Linked DNA regions of Macaca mulatta: region 1 is linked to region 2. The links are chromatin contacts, called in public Hi-C maps. All regions are on one chromosome and are shown on one strand. The core of a region is the stretch at or near the end of the contact, and the rest is flanking DNA. Distances in the headings are between cores, read along the strand shown.

Region 1 (4,290 bases), core at 1,293-3,792, 150 kb after region 2:
CCATCAATGGTAGACTGGATAAAGAAAATGTGGCACACATACACCATGGAATACTATGCAGCCATAAGAAAGAACAAGATCATGTCCTTTGCAGGGACATGGATGGAGCTGGAGGCCATTATCCTTAGCAAACTAATGGAGGAACAGAAAACCAAATACCACATGTTCTCATTTATAAGTGGGAGCTAAATGATGAGAACTCATGGACACATAGAGGGGAACAACACACACTGGGGCCTATCAGAGGATGGAGGGTGGGAGGAGGGAGAGGATGAGGAAAAATAACTAATGGGTGCTAGGCTTGGTACCTGGGTGACGAAATAATCTGTAAAACAAATCCCCATGACACAAGTTTACCTATATAACAAACCTGCACATGTACCCCCAAACTTAAAATAAAAGTTGAATTTTTAAAAATCAGTGATTTATGTGAATTCAGATGTCACAATAACATAGAGGTGTTATCATGCATGTGTAACTTATTTGTCAGGTACTACTTTCTGGCATTCTCACAGTATGGCATGCCTGGTTTACTTTCTGGAAAGAATAACCATTTATTCATTTATCCAAACATTTGCTAAATATCTCTGAGCACCTTTTACATGTCAGGCTCTGTGCTAGGCACTGGTGGTATAATGGTGAAGCAGAGAGACATGGTCTACACCCTTACAGAGCTAAGATATTAGCTTGAAAGATTGACACTGAATGAGTTCATTTCAAGGGCAAGGAGAGCTACAAAGGGGAGGTCAAGTGCATTCTGAAAGCTGTGGTCACACTAGTGGCTGCCCCTATCCCCGCAGCATTCACCAGGCAAGCTAAGGGCTTCTTCCTGCAAGCACCTCAACACTCAGTCCTGAGTGAGGACTTCTCTGACCCGCAGTGGGTAGGGGCATGGTTAGCCCCTGCAGGCTATCGGGGTTGGGAATCAATGCCCTCAGGAACGTCCTCAACTCATGACAAATGAGAGTTAACCACCCAGCTTCCTCACCCTCTGGGTGGGACAATTCTGAGTGTATTCTCTGCTGTCTCCCAGGGTTTCCAGTGAAACCAAGCCCCTGTTACCCATCTCCCAATAACTTGTTTGCTAACATATCCTGAATTGGCTTTTATTCCTCCCTCATGTCCCCATTTTCCTACCATAGCTTTCCAAGACTACTTCCCTAATAAACTACTTGCACTCAAACCCCCATATAAAGGTGTTTCTGGGGGAACCCAATTGGAGCATATAACAAGGGGACCTGACCTAGACCTGGGTGGGCCTGGATCTTGGAGGGCCTTATCAGCCATGTCAGAAACCCTTTCCTAAGAGATCTGTGGAAAGCCATTTATGGTCTTAAGGGAATGGGTCTGTGGAAGAATGTGAAGAAAGGACTGAATTCAGGATGGCTAGATAGGAAGCTATTTCATCAGTCAACTCAGGAAAGACTGGGACCTGTACTAGGGTGGAGGTAGTGAAGAGAAAGCCTGACATAGTGCCTAGCTCAGAGTAGCTGCCCAACAAATATAATCTAAAATACTTTTGGATGAAAATTAATGACTGGGTTAAATCTACTGTAGAATGTGTTCAATTCCAGCTGTGGCCAGTGGAATCTGTCAATAGACTATTGAAACTTGAAGCTTGATTAGATCTGGAGGTAAGGAAAATTAAAGAGTCTAAAATGGGCCAGGCATGGTGGCTCATGCCTATAATCCCAGCATTTTGGGAGGCCAAGGCGGGCAGATCACTTGAGGTCTGGAGTTCAAGACCAGCCTGGCCAACATGGTGAAACCCTGTCTCTAATAAAAATACAAATTGGGTGTGGTGACACACTCTTGAAATCCCAGTTACTTGGGAGGCTGAGGCAGAAGGATTACTTGAACCTGGGAGGCAGAGCTTGCAGTGAGCCAAGATCACGCCATTGCACTCCAGCCTGGGTGACAGAGCAAGACTCCGTCTCAAAAAAAAACAAAAACAAAAACAAAAACAAAAAACAAAATAAAATATAAAATATAAAATAAAATAAAATATAAAATAAAATAAAATAAAAGTCTAGAATGACTCCTAATCTTCAGGCTTGAAGAGCTAAGTGGAGGCTGGTGTCATTTTCTAAATATGGAACATAGCCTCAAGGAGAAGAGGCAAATTGGAGGGGGTGGAAGATAATGAGTTTGGGGCATGGTGTGACTGTGAGCCATCTAACTGATGCTGAGTGTGTGTGTGTGTAGTCTTGGAGCTGGGTCCAAGATGCATATTTGGGTCCCATCAAATTTAGACACTAACTAGGTGGAGAAAGCCCTCTCTGGCTACACGGAAAATATGACACAGAAAAGTTTCACATTCTCCTACTTTCCAGCATTCTCATATAACAGTTAAAAGGCTACAAGGAAGAATTAACATTTATTGAGGACCTACTGTGTGCCAGGAATTGTACCCAGTAATCTTCAGAGCAGCCCTGAGAAGTATGCAATATTATGTCCATTTTCTAGATCAGGAAACTGAGATACAGAAAGGTAGAGTAACTCATCCAAGGTCACACAACTAGTAAGCAGTTTCAGAACCCTGAACTGACTCCAAATTTCATGTTCTTAAACAAAATAAGCATCAACAAAGTATGGTTATGGGAAGTATATCTCTCAGTCTCACCAGATGCCTCAATGGGTACTTCCCAAAGTCAGGGGCATTCGACAGAAGAAGGATTTTTCAATTTCAGGGTCAAAGACTATTCTTCTCTGCAATACCCCTTTCAACTGCTCATGGCTTCACTTGGACAGCTTCCTCTCCAAGCAGTCCCCCTGCTGGTGACTCTATCATGTAAGCCCTAGCTGAAGCCTCTCAATTTCTGTCTCGGTAAATTTGCCTTTTCTAGACATTTCATTTACATAGAATAAGAAAGTGGTCTTCTGGCAATGGACTTTCTTAGGTAGTGTGCTGTATAAAGGGTAAAATAGTATGTCCTCAAAACCATATGAAGTGTGTAGGGAGTAATTCACAAACTTCTTACTCCCTTATTTAAAAATGGAGCACACTACCTTGGGTTTGCTAATATTGGTAGATATTCCTGAAAATGTAATTTTATTTTCCTTTCCATAAACAAATACAGTTCTTAAAATATGGAAGTTAGAGTGTATACTGCCTCATTCTCCAGATGTGAGGTAGTGTTACTCCACATATTCTCTGGTGGTGTGGTGATAGTAGTTTCATAGACTACTTCCTGGTGTGGAGGTGGGCATCTCACCTGAGCCATAGAAGGTTCCAGAGATTAGGCAAGCTGACAACTTGAGCCAAAGAGATGAGGTCATTCTTTTTGCCAGTCACTGCAATCTTGCAAAGGGCAGAGCCTGAGACAAGCTCCTTGGACCAGAAACTGGAACCAAGTGAGTGACCCTTAGGCAAAAGAAAGATTGAAACTGTGGTCAGTGGAACTCATTCTGGAACCTGACCCTGTCCTGCCTGTTCCCACCCTCCTCCACACTTGCCAGAGTGAACTTCTGTCATCATCACAGAGCCTGTAATCTTCTCTATGGCTCAGAGGACCCGCCATGATCTGTCCCTACTTGCTTCTCCAGCCTCCTGTCTCAACTTCTCTCCTATACCTGGGAACCTATTATCCAACCATGGTAATCTCTTCTGCTTCATTAGAAACTCATCATTTTCATTTTTACCTCTAGGGCTTTGTATTTGCAATGCCCTCTGTCCCAGGCCCTCCCACTCAATGCTCCAAACTTCCTGCTCATTGTCAAGTTTTAATTTATATCTCAATTCCTCTGGAAAATTTTCCCTGACTCGCAAGACTGGATTAGGTTTTCCATGACACCTTGCTTTTACCCCTTTTCTGGAAAGTATCCAACTGTTTTATAATTGCAGAATAACTTGATTGCTCCTCACTTCCCCTAGAATGAGAACTCCTTCAGGCAGAGACAGAATCTGTCCAACATCTGACCTCATGAGTTACAACAAGCTACAACTGCCCAGTGAAGTTGCTCCCGAATTCCTGATCCATAGAAACTGTGGGATAATAAATGATTATTATTGTCTTGAATTGCTACATTTTGGAGGCATTTGTTGTGCAATAATAGACAACAAATATACTAACAAAACTAATTAGTTTAAAACAACAATCTGGGCTGGGTGCCGTGGCTCATGCCTGTAATCCCAGCACTTTGGGAGACTGAGGCAGGAGGATCACTTGAGCCCAGGAGTTCAAGATGAACCTGGGCAACACAGTGAGACCTGGTCTCTGCAAAAAAATTTAAAAATAAAATAACACAACCACCACTTTATTACAGCTCACAGATCCTGTAGGTTAGTAA
Region 2 (4,089 bases), core at 369-2,868:
ATCTATCATATGCTCATCTTATGCTATGCTAGGAACATCATTAGATATACAGAGAATACATGAAATAATCTATGTCCTTGGGAAATGTTTATAGTTATGCTGGAGAGAATAATTCAAATAAAATGATAAAAATGTAATATACAGTGAAACTCCAAGTTATTACTGCAATGTTCTAGAAGATGATACGATCAGTGAGATCTAATATAGTTAGGAAAAGCTTTATGGAGGAGATGGGGCTTCGTCTAAGATTTTGGTAGGTTGAGGAGAAGAGGAAGCCATTTCAAGGAAGAAAAACTACATGGGCAAAAATTCAGACATGGTGGCACACATCACAACACACAATACCCCTGCCCTCTACTACCAAGTGATAGAAGGTAAAAGGAAAATGGGGTTTCTATGAATGTTGACTTTAAATGATAGAATACAAATTATATGCAAAATAATCTACCTTTTAGGAAAATCCAGAAGTTACAAGGTGGTAGTCTGACAGCAATCTGGCCTGAAAATATGCTTTGCTTGCCCTCTAATTATTTCTTTTTGTGTGGGCGGTACAAACGACATTAGAATGCTTTTCTTTAGTTCAGTTACTATCCTCACCATCAATTATTTCTTCCATCTCACTAGCTTCACTGCCTGGTTACTGAAAGCATTTGAGTTTACAACCTCTGATTTCAGCCATAATGTTCATACAGATTCTTAAAGAGACTAACTTGGGGAACTCCCTTGGGAAATGGATCAAGGAGCTGGCTGGCATTCATTTCCTGCTAGTCTCTTGCTCCTTAACTGGGCTGAAGACCTGACAAGGAGGCAACTGATAATCTTGAGGGAAAAGCTTTATCTCTTAATGAGACCCTGAGAGTGGAAGGCCAATGAGCTTTAAGTTCTCTGGAGTCCTCCTAATTCCCACCTGTGAAAAAGAACACTCAAGTTTTATTCTTATAGCACTATCAATAGGTCCAAATTCTGAACACAGGAATACACAAATTCTGAATACAGGTCATTCACATTGTGCAGATACAAACTTTTTGGAGAGTGAGGTGAAACCTAAGGACTATAAACTAAACTAAAAAAAAAAAAAATGAGAATTTTCTCATAGAAACAGAAAGTAGAATGATGATTACCAAAGCTGGCAGTAGGGGAAAAGGAAATTGTTGGTTAACAGATACAGAGTTTCAGATTTGCAAGATGAAAAGGTTCTGGAGATCTGTTTCCCAACAGTGTGAATATACTTAGAACTACTGAGTTGTACACTTAAAAATGGTGAAGATGGTAGATTTTATGGTTTTTGTCACAATAACAAAAAAAGAACTTTCTTATTTACAACTGTGAATAGACTCATTTGGTCTATACGTTACTAACTTGATAAGTTTGTTTAGGGCCTCACCTTTGAAAATGCATAATAAATACTGGGAGAAGAGAACGATAAGGAAAGGAAATAAATCTGAATAGAAAATCATTACATACCAGGGACTGGCTCTGGGACATACTGGAGAGCTAGTTTCATTTCACCTCTGTTTTCTGCTTCAAGGGCAACTGGTGCTGTCTGAAAAGTGAAGAAATGTCAGCAGGTGTGAGACAGACTTTTCATTCTGTTTGTTGGTACAGGTCCTATTAGAGAACCATATCTGTCCCATTTCTGGGACCATGTGTCACTCATGAGTGCTCTGGATTAAACTTTATCTCTGCATCAGAACTAGACTGTTGCCTTAATACCTGGGAAAGCTAGGCTGTATATCTTGAAAAATCTTGCAGGATACCCAGAAAATATTTCAAGGCCTTTAGTCTCAAAGATGGTGAAGAAACCAGAATGGCTTTCTTGGAGATGGGAGAGGTTTCTTAGAATGCTTTAATCTTAATCAAAACACAAATATTTTGTTAGCTATTCAGCCAGCATATATGACAATTTATTTGTATTCCCTTTATTTGAAGGAGTATGAGACAGTGTGTGAAAGTAAGGGGGAAAAGGCTATATCTTACATTTTCAAAGCTGCACTAATCTGATTATTTTAGGCCAAATGCAAAGAAGTCTGTAAGTATAACAAAGACTGAACAAGAATTTTTTTTTTTTTTTTTTTTTTTTTTTTTGAGACGGAGTCTCGCTCTGTCGCCCAGGCTGGAGTGCAGTGGCCGGATCTCAGCTCACTGCAAGCTCCGCCTCCCGGGTTTACACCATTCTCCTGCCTCAGCCTCCCGAGTAGCTGGGACTACAGGTGCCTGCCACCTCGCCTGGCTAGTTTTTTTGTATTTTTTAGTAGAGACGGGGTTTCATCGTGTTAGCCAGGATGGTCTCGATCTCCTGACCTCGTGATCCGCCTGTCTCGGCCTCCCAAAGTGAACAATAATTTTTAAAATTTCTATCTGTTATTTTCAAGTACACCTTGAGTATTCCCTATCTGAAATGCTTGGGACCAAAAATGTTTCAGATTTCGGATTTGTTTTTGAATTCTGTAATATTTGCATATACATAATGAGATATCTTAGGGATGGGACCCAAGTCTAAACACAAAATTCATTTATGTTTCATATACATCTCCCACACATAGCTTGAAGGTAATTTTATATAATATTTTTAATAACTTTATGCAACCTATCACATGAGGTCAGGTGTGGAATTTTCCACTTGTGGCATCATATCGGCACCCAAAAAGTTTCAGATTTTGGAGCATTATGGATTTGAAATTTTTGGATTAGGGATGCTAAACCTGTAAGAAAGATAGTTTTACTTTCAAATTCGGGCTCTTTAGAGCTTTATTTTCAAAACATGGGTATGTATCAGAAACATAATGGTAGCCAGTTAAAAATGATATGATTTTGGTATCTTCTGAGGAGTTCAGGTCTTGGGTAGGGCTAGAAATAAGTGCTTCATGTGATTTTGATATAACATTTGAGAATCATTTCTTTAGTGGAACTAAAACAGTTCCACTGTTGTGTAGACAATAAGTAATGGTTTGTATTAGTTATTTATATTTATCACTTCCTACTATGATGGACTAGCTTGGATCACATCAACCCCTAAACTAAGAACAATTTAAAAGGCGGGATTTTAAATATCAAATTGAAAGTGCTAAATAAGTATTAATACAGACGGGACTCAAATGAACAAGATCTTAGAGTGTGACATTCTTCTAGGCTTTTCACTTTGAGGCATTTAAGTAGTGCCAAACTGAGCACATAAAAAGCCTAACAGAAAGAGACTGAAAAGGTGAGCAGGACTTTTAGCAGTTTCATGAGGCCGGAGAGACAAAACTTGGAGTCCATGGCCTGCCAAGAAGGAATGGCATTGGAAAAGCACTCTAAACCAGTGGTTTTCAAAGTATGGTTTCTAGGCCAGCAGCATTGATGGGGAACCTGTTAAAAAATGTATATTCCTGGGCCCATAAATCTTGGGAATAGGGCTCAGAATCAGGTGGGTGGTTTTTTTTGTTTTTTGTTTTTTGTTTTTTTTTGAGACAGGGTCTTGCTCTGTTGCCCAGGCTAGAGTGCAATGGTGTGATCTCAGTTCACTGCAACCACCACCTCCCGGGTTCAAGTGATCCTCCCATTTCAGCCTCTTGAGTAGCTGGGACTACAGGTGCATAACACCAATCCCAGTTAATTTCTTTGCAAAGGCAGGGTTTTGCCATGTTGCCCAGGCTGGTCTCCATCCAACTCCTGGACTCAAGCAATCCACACCTCAAACTCACAAAGTGCTGGGATTACAGGTGAGAGCCACCACATCCAGCCCCAGAATCTGTAATTTAATAAGTCCTTCAAGTGAATCAGATGCATGCTGATTTTGAGAACTACTTCCCATGGCTTTCAGTTGTAACCTCTGAAGGGCCTTAACCTAGGAATATGAGCAAACAAAAACTAGACCAGATCACTTGAAAACTGGGCTTGTGCTTCAAAGTCAGTTCATTCCCAGATTAAATGAAGGTGGTCTATGCCTGCTTTGTCAGAAGCAAAAGTAAATCTTCCCAAATTACTCCTAGAACGTTCTCATATGCAACACCCCACATATGATTAAAAAATGAACAGGCATATCAAGACAAAGAACTAAGCGTCCAAACTAAGATTTTAAAAAACAGATAAGCAGAACTCACAAATTTT

Evidence for each region. A called contact is a pair of places that touch in the nucleus more often than the background predicts.
Region 1: a contact with region 2 is called in a Hi-C map of CD4 T cells, with 2.5 times the contacts expected there. The contact joins two enhancer-like sites. A contact is called at or near these places in 5 of 14 Hi-C or Micro-C datasets (CD4 T cells, blood, fibroblasts and 1 more).

What each region holds. Positions count from the first base shown.
Region 1 is chr14:86,440,624-86,444,913 of T2T-MMU8v2.0, forward strand. SYTL2 (synaptotagmin like 2) reads right to left here. Exons shown (of 21, transcript XM_077964145.1): 3 at 3,216-3,364. The region is part of intron 1 of CCDC83 (coiled-coil domain containing 83); the gene reads left to right. Among named protein-coding and RNA genes, the nearest start is that of SYTL2, 8.2 kb to the right of the region's middle. Within about 2 kb of position 2,543, at least 3 of the 40 cell types and tissues checked have an H3K27ac peak or open chromatin away from gene starts, as enhancers often do. A contact at or near this core is called in CD4 T cells, where this site is marked.
Region 2 is chr14:86,293,978-86,298,066 of T2T-MMU8v2.0, forward strand. It overlaps SYTL2 (synaptotagmin like 2), which reads right to left. Exons shown (of 21, transcript XM_077964145.1): 18 at 1,465-1,543. Among named protein-coding and RNA genes, the nearest start is that of CCDC89, 14 kb to the left of the region's middle. Within about 2 kb of position 1,619, at least 4 of the 40 cell types and tissues checked have an H3K27ac peak or open chromatin away from gene starts, as enhancers often do. A contact at or near this core is called in CD4 T cells, where this site is marked.